Linked DNA regions of Mus musculus: region 2 is linked to region 1. The links are chromatin contacts, called in public ChIA-PET maps. All regions are on one chromosome and are shown on one strand. Each heading gives the region's core, a stretch centred on a gene start, on an enhancer-like site or on the middle of the called end of the contact. The rest is flanking DNA. Distances are from core to core; before and after follow the strand shown.

The links. ChIA-PET counts read pairs in DNA pulled down with a chosen protein or histone mark.
Region 2: an RNA polymerase II ChIA-PET map of memory CD8 T cells shows a contact between it and region 1, with 40 read pairs. The contact joins two enhancer-like sites. A contact is called at or near these places in 1 of 39 promoter capture datasets (hippocampal neurons), 5 of 115 datasets of contacts at active chromatin or transcription factors (the 230-238 cell line, effector CD8 T cells, embryonic forebrain and 2 more) and 1 of 9 other capture datasets (adipose tissue).

Annotation. Positions count from the first base shown.
Region 1 is chr17:28,592,323-28,595,786 of GRCm38.p6, reverse strand. Srpk1 (serine/arginine-rich protein specific kinase 1) reads left to right here. Exons shown (of 16, transcript NM_016795.4): 13 at 1,510-1,617. Among named protein-coding and RNA genes, the nearest start is that of Lhfpl5, 18 kb to the right of the region's middle. Within about 2 kb of position 1,691, at least 46 of the 459 cell types and tissues checked have an H3K27ac peak or open chromatin away from gene starts, as enhancers often do. A contact at or near this core is called in memory CD8 T cells, where this site is marked.
Region 2 is chr17:28,965,364-28,969,035 of GRCm38.p6, reverse strand. Kctd20 (potassium channel tetramerisation domain containing 20) reads right to left here. Exons shown (of 8, transcript NM_001356300.1): 8 at 1-2,384. The coding sequence ends at 2,092. Among named protein-coding and RNA genes, the nearest start is that of Kctd20, 15 kb to the right of the region's middle. Within about 2 kb of position 1,980, at least 81 of the 459 cell types and tissues checked have an H3K27ac peak or open chromatin away from gene starts, as enhancers often do. A contact at or near this core is called in memory CD8 T cells, where this site is marked.

The DNA.
Region 1 (3,464 bases), core at 442-2,941:
CCCGTGGAACTAGTACCTAAAATATACCATATACTAGGACACAAAGCAAGCCTTAACAATATAGATGAGTTGAGATACTTTTATGTATGCATTACAATGAATTAAGACTAGAAATCAGGGGCTGGTGAGATGGCTCAGTGGGTAAGAGCACCCGACTGCTCTTCCGAAGGTCCAGAGTTCAAATCCCAGCAACCACATGGTGGCTCACAACCATCTATAATGAGATCTGATGCCCTCTTCTGGTGCATCTGAAGACAGCTACAGTGTACTTACATGTAATAAATAAACAAATCTTTTTTTTAAAAGAAGAAGACTGTATGTTTTAAAAAAAAAAAAAAAAAAGACTAGAAATCAACAGCAGGAATAACTCTAGGGATTGGAGAGATGACTTGAGGCTGTGCATGGGCGGTCAGAGGACAGCCTGCCAGAGTTGGTCCTCTCTAGGGCGTGGGATCCAGGGATAAAACGCAACAAAGCCCTGAAGGCCGGGCTCCTCCTCCTGTTTGTTTAAGGTTTATTTAGGTTAAGAATACTTCTGCCCTGCTTGCCAAGCCTCATGTCAAGCCTCAGCCTGAGCTACGCCGCCTCACTTCTGATGGCTGTCTGTCTTAACAGGGCTGTAGACTTTGCCTTTTGTACTCTTATTTTACACATTTGATTGTCGTTTGAGCTTGTTTACTTTTGATCGTTCATTGTATGGGAGCATGCATGTGTGCACCAGTGTGCCACAACATGCATGTGGGTCAGAGAACAATTGCAGAAGACAGTGTGGGTAAGCTAGCTCTCTCTGTCTCTGTCTTTGTCTCTGTCTCTCTCTCCTCTCTCCCCCTCTCTCTCTGCTTGCTGGCAGGCTCTTACCTGCTGATCACTGATGGCTCTTGTTTTCTCTACTTGTATATATTTTTTGTTTGCTTGCTTGGTTTGGGTTTCTTTGTTTTGCTTTTTGAAACAGCCTCATTGTAACCATGGCTGGCCTGGTTAGCCATGTAGACCAGATTAGCCGTGTAGAATTCAGAGATTTGCCTTCCTTTGCCTCTCCCAAGTGCTAGGATTGAAGGCATGTGCCATCACACCGGCTCTAATAGTTTTCTTTTCTTTTCTTTTCTTTTCTTTTCTTTTCTTTTCTTTTCCTTTCCTTTCTTTTCTTTTTTGGTTTTTCGAGACAGGGTTTCTCTGTATAACCCTGGCTGTCCTGGAACTCACTTTGTAGACCAGGCTGGCCTTGAACTCAGAAATCTGCCTGCCTCTGCCTCCCGAGTGCTGGGATTAAAGGTGTGTGCTACCACGCCGGGCTATTTTTATTTTCTTAATAAAGCTATTGTTATTCCTAAGTCTGTATGTCTAAACTAAATTAAGGCTCAATTTTAAGTTATCTGGAGTAGCAGTAAGACAGGTTGTTAAATAAGTTTTGCAGACAGCTTGCTTTAGTTTCCATCGTTAAGTAAGCCTTAGTTACTTCCTGTTTTAAATAAATGAGTATTAAGGATCTCCACTCCTTGACTCACTCAGCACAAGCATTTCACTGAAGATATCCAGACACGGCAGTATCGGTCTTTGGAAGTCCTGATAGGATCTGGCTACAACACCCCTGCTGACATCTGGAGCACAGCATGCATGGTGAGCCCTGCCCACTGCCTTCCCTGTTTGCTAATGCAGTACTGAGCAGAGTGTCACACAGCTGCTCTCAGTGTTATGTCAGAAACCATGGGCGTGGCATGGTGGGGTGAGGGCAGGGGTGGGGTGGGTTGAAAGCCATTGTTCAAAGGCATTCTTTTTCCTGTATTGGTTACTATTGTCCTTGAGCTTATAGCCTTGACCTGTTTGCAGACTTGGGATGCCACTGGAAGGATGCTGTCCTCTGCAGTGGGGCCACTCCTCAGATGTCTGGGTCAGTCAGGTGTGAAGCCCGGGCACCTGTGAATCCACACGTCGCTGCTTTACGCTGGGGAGTTTATGCCTTGATTTAGTTTTCCCCTTTGTTACAGTCTGTGCTTGTCAACATCAGCCAGTGGGCGTGCTTTCCTGTGGACCTAGGCTTTGAGTTTGAGTTGAAGCTTTCTGTGCTCAGAAAGACCCTGACTGCTCAGGCCACACAGGTTGGGGACATAGTCCCTTCACTTGGTTTTACACAGTGGCCTTGGGTTCCTGCTTTTCCAAGTCAACTCACACTCAAACTGGCTACAAGCACTAGCTTGGTATTTTGTTACCCTTTATACCTTTGTACAAATTCAAGACCAGACATAGAGAAGACAGCTTGGTGGGCATGGGGGTGTCACACTTGCTGAAAGTGTCACTCCCAGGGAAGCTCCCCTGTGTGTCAGGTTTGCACACTTACACTTTAATTGCTGTTTTATTAGTCCCAGCAGTAAGCCAAGAGGAGAGGCTTACAGAGGAGAGGTGGGAACTTGTTAAGCCTGGTGAGGCAGAAGGATTGCCAAGAATCCAAGTCCACCTTGGGCTGCATAGTCTGGAAAATGTCCGTGTAATCTGGAATGTAAATTATGTTTCCAACTCTGTAGGATTCCAGTGCAGGATGGGGCTGCTTGTCTCATGGGTGGTTTATGTGCAGCCTCTCAACACCCGCTGCGCCCTCTGCTGGCCACGGGGAGAAACTGGGGCCTGGAAGAGAGCACTGTCATCAAGCTACATATTTCTGGCTACAGAGTGCCATGATGAAATCTGACTCATCTCAGATACCATTTCTTGGTGGCTAGAAGAGTCTTGAAGGCCCATGACCTAGCTCTGGATAAAGGCACCTGATAAGCTGACTCCAAGCCCTGAGACATACATGGAGGGAAAGAAAGAGCCAACTCTTAAAAGTTGTTCCCACAGTCACCAGAGAGCTAGTAAGAAACAAGCAGCTAAACATTTGTTGTAAAGAGCATCCCGCTAGAATCCTACAGACATTCCAGGTTACAAGGACATTTTCCAGACTGTGCGGCCCAAGGTGGACTCGGATTCTTGGCAGTCCTGCCTCGCCAGGCACAACAAGTTCCCGCCTTTCCTTTAAATTTTTTTTTGTTTTGTTTGGGTCCCCCCTCCCCTGCCGAGACAGGGTTTCTCTGTGTAGTCCTGGCTGTCCTGGAACTCACTCTGTAGACCAGGCTGTCCTCAAACTCAGAAATCTGCGTGCCTCTGCCTCCCGAGTGCTGGGATCAAAGGCGTGCGCCACCATGCCCAGCTAAACATTTGTTTTAAAGAGCATTCCGAGCGCTCCGTCTGTTGAAGTGCGGCTGTGTTGTGTGGTGAGAAGCAGTTAGCCCACTGCTGGTCGGCTCCGCTCTGCTGTGCTCTGTGCTCTCCTTTCCCTCAGGCTGCCCCAACATCAGTGCTGACTGAGGAGGCTTTTCTCCTTTTCCCATTTTATTGGTCTGTAGCTGTCATTCAGAAGCAATCTGAGATGCTTCTCAAGTGGCCGTCTAGGTTTGGGATCAGATAGCAGAGGCTTTGCAGCTGTGTTCTGT
Region 2 (3,672 bases), core at 731-3,230, 370 kb before region 1:
GGGTACACAGTAGAGTCAAGCCTCAGGGTCAGCTTTATCTTGTAAGATAATTAGAGACTCTGAGGTGTAAAGTCACCTTTCTCATCAGACTTTCTATGCACATAGCCCAGCTTACTTATTCAGGCACTTACAAAAGACACTGAGCCCCAAATCCATCTTTTTATGAGAAAAATCCTCTCTCTCACATAGCCAGTAATCAACTCAAAAGATGACTGCAATCCAGCCCTTGATTCTGCAAGGCCCCATCACTGAATAATTGGGACCAGACAGTGGCATGGAACACCTTTAATCTTAGCACTGGAGGCAGAGACAGGTGGATCTCTTGAGTTTGAGGGCAGCCTGACCTACAAAGTGAGTTCCAGGACAGCCAGGGCTACCCAGAAAAACCTTGTTTTGTAACCCCATCTTATTCCTCCCCCACACCAAAAACAAAACAAAAACAAAAGGAAAAAGTGTCCCAACTCTGGGAACAGTAGGCAAGACACCAAACTACAATGACACTGAAATGTAGGTAAGGGTGGGGCTGAGGTACAAAAAAGCTTCCCTCCCCACAAGAAGCCTATGTCTGCACACAGTCTTTCCTTTAGTTGCCACCACCCAGTGTCACTGGAGTGGCCTTTAGATTGCCTCCCAGTCAAACTCCATGGGCTGGAGTGTTGGGGTGAAGACCTAGTTCATAAAAGGCCAGAGCCAGTGAACCAACTCCGAAGGACAAAGAAAGGACCGTGCTCACACCTGAGCATTACACAGGACAGACACATAATCATTCCTGTGGCCATGGAGAAACAGGAAGCACCACTGACCCTGGGCCTGGGCTGGACAGCTGCAGGTAGGCAACCATGTAGCACCAACAAAATCAAAGCCAGACCTGGCCTCAAACACAAGCCAAGCAACTTCACAGAAGTAACCTCTTGATACAGACAACCTCAGCCCATATTCTGGATGCTGCCTCACAGACACACCAATAGTCACCACAAGCTGGAGCCACTCAGTTACCCTTCGGTTCTTTTCTAAGCAAGGAAGATCTTGCACCCATTGTGATGCCACAAGCACAGAAAACACTGTTTTAAGAGCACACTTGTTCTTCAATACTGGAGAGAGGGCTTCCAAAACCTGATTTTATTGCCATCAAGTAGTTATGCTATACATGGTCTTATGGGAGCAGCCTTCAAGAAACAACATATTCTGTAAAGAGCTTGAAGGAAACAGCTTACACACCGCCCAGGGTGGAGGACGGACTCAAAGGTGGACTTCTACCGGGAAGTAAAATAATTGCAGACATTGCTGTCAGGCTCTTGGCTCTGCAAACAGCCATGGAAATGTGAGAGGAAGGAGCTAGGGAATGATCTGGGCTGCCGTCTACCACACGTGTAAGCCTGAGCAGATAACACAACAACAAGGCCTGGACCTGATTTGGGGGATGACCACATATTACTTTCTTACCATGTTCCAGTAGCTAATGGCCTATTTAATGGACAGGCGCTGTGGCTTCCCACCAGAGGAGGGTCCAGCTGGCCCAATCTGGAGCCATTCTGCCACCTCATTTGCAAGTTTCACTTCCAAATGAAGCATCAGGCTGCCCTTCTTAGGGGGTTGGTTTGCTCCTATGTTAGTAAAAAGCAGAGCTGAGCTGGAGCTCCAGGGAATTCCCTTCGCCTGCCCCGCACCTCCCCAGGTGGGCACACCCAACCCCAGCACAGACTGTTTCTCTGACGTTTTGGTCCTTTTGCTAATAAGCAATTTGTCTGATTGTGAAACCACTCACCCGGTGTAAGAGTGGGCTGCTGTGCCGAATGTGAGGCAACAGTTCACTTCCTCTCCTGCACCAGGAGGTGAATGCAAAGATTCAACCAAGAGCACCAGACCCAAAAGCTCGTTTGCCAGGGCTGGTAAAGCTGGCCGCCTAATTACCAGAGAGCTTCTTCACCCAGCCGGAGGCAGACCCGGAAAAGGGCACAGTAACAACTCAGAAGGGAAGGAGACAGGAAGAGGCATCTCCTAACGGTGAGAAACCACAGGAGGGCAGGGAGGCCTGGTTAGGGGTACCCACACAAAGAAGAGCTCCAACAACTGGGCAGAGGCCGTTTGTCCCTAATCTTGAAAGTCATTCGGAGCCATCTGAGAGAGTGGAGCATTTAAGCGGTCAAGTTCATCTACTTGTGGTGGGTGATGCATTATTATCTCCTGGTCTTCTAAGACATCCTCTCCAGCAGCCACCAAATTAGTGAGGGATTTGCTGCGAACGCACTGGAAATCCACATGGCGACTCTTTCCTTCCTCTTTTTCCCATGACATCTGGATAAAAGGGCGCTGCACATAATTGTAGATGACTTCAGACCGCCCGCCAGGTCTCCTCTTGATCTTCTCTTTACAGGTAGGGTAACCTGCAACCAGAAAGCATACAGTGCTCACACTCCTGGCAGACTCTCCTCGCTCTACCATCTACTTCCAAGTCCAAGGACAGCAAGAAAAGCTCTGTGGCATGTGACTGGTGTCCTCCCAAGCCTCCTCTGTCCCTATAAGGGACAGGGCTGTGGGAAATAACAGGGATTCTCCCCCCCTTTTTTTTTTTTTGATTTATTTATTTATGAATATGCAAGTATACTGTATCTGTCTTCAGACACTCCAGAAAAGGGCATCAGATCTTGTTATGGATGGTTGTGAGCCACCATGTGGTTGCTGGGATTTGAACTCAGGACGTCTGAAGAGTAGTCAGTGCTCTTTCTTACCTGCTGAGCCATCTCACCAGCCCAGATTCTCCCCCTCTTAATGGAAAGGAAAGAGAATGTACTAATTCCAAGAGCTTTTAATGGTTGGAAACACCACAAAGGGACAAAACTTCCCCATGGCACAGGAACGCTGCCATCTTGTTAATGCTGTATAGAAGCCATGGTTAAGGGAAAAGCAGGGAAATGTGCAATGTTACCTCAATGGTAACAATGGTACCCTGTCCCCAGGCCTCACACACAAGGCAAAGTGAAATTATCTCAATAGTGACCTCTAACTTAAAATCCTGAGTCAGACACATGTAGCAATGAGTTCACTGCGGCGGTGATATGAGCAGGGCTCAGGGGCCCAGGCTGCACCAACTCCTGCCTCCAGCACGAAGTACCCAGACAGCCTGAGGAAAAACAGACCTCAAGTTTTATCTAAGAAAAGACAGACTGGAAAGATGGCTTATAAGTCAAGAGCATTGACTGCTCTTCCAGAGGTCTTGAGTTCAATTCCCAGCACCCACATTGGTAGCTCACAACCATCTGTAATGGGATCTGATGCCCTCTTCTGGTGTGTCTGAAGAAACCAACTGTGTACTCATATGAAGAAAATAAATAAATTTAAAAAAGAAAAAGAAAAGACAGAGTCTCACTAAATAGCCTCAGCCTGCCTGGAAACTGTGATGCAGACTAAGCTGGCCCAGAGCTCACAGAAATCTTCCTCCCCTGCCTCCCGAGGGCTGGGACTGAACCACCACAGTCGGCAAAGCTCAAATCCTTAAGCTGGTTTGTTTTTTAAGAGAATAACTTTAGATGAAAAGACGTACTCTTGCTCAGGTGAGCCCAGGTGCTCACTGGATTCACCCCAGAATCCTGTGCCCTGGGCTGAGAGCCCTGAGGGATACTCATGGCTACAACTGAAGGGCAGGCAATGCAAACCTCGGGACACACAGCAATG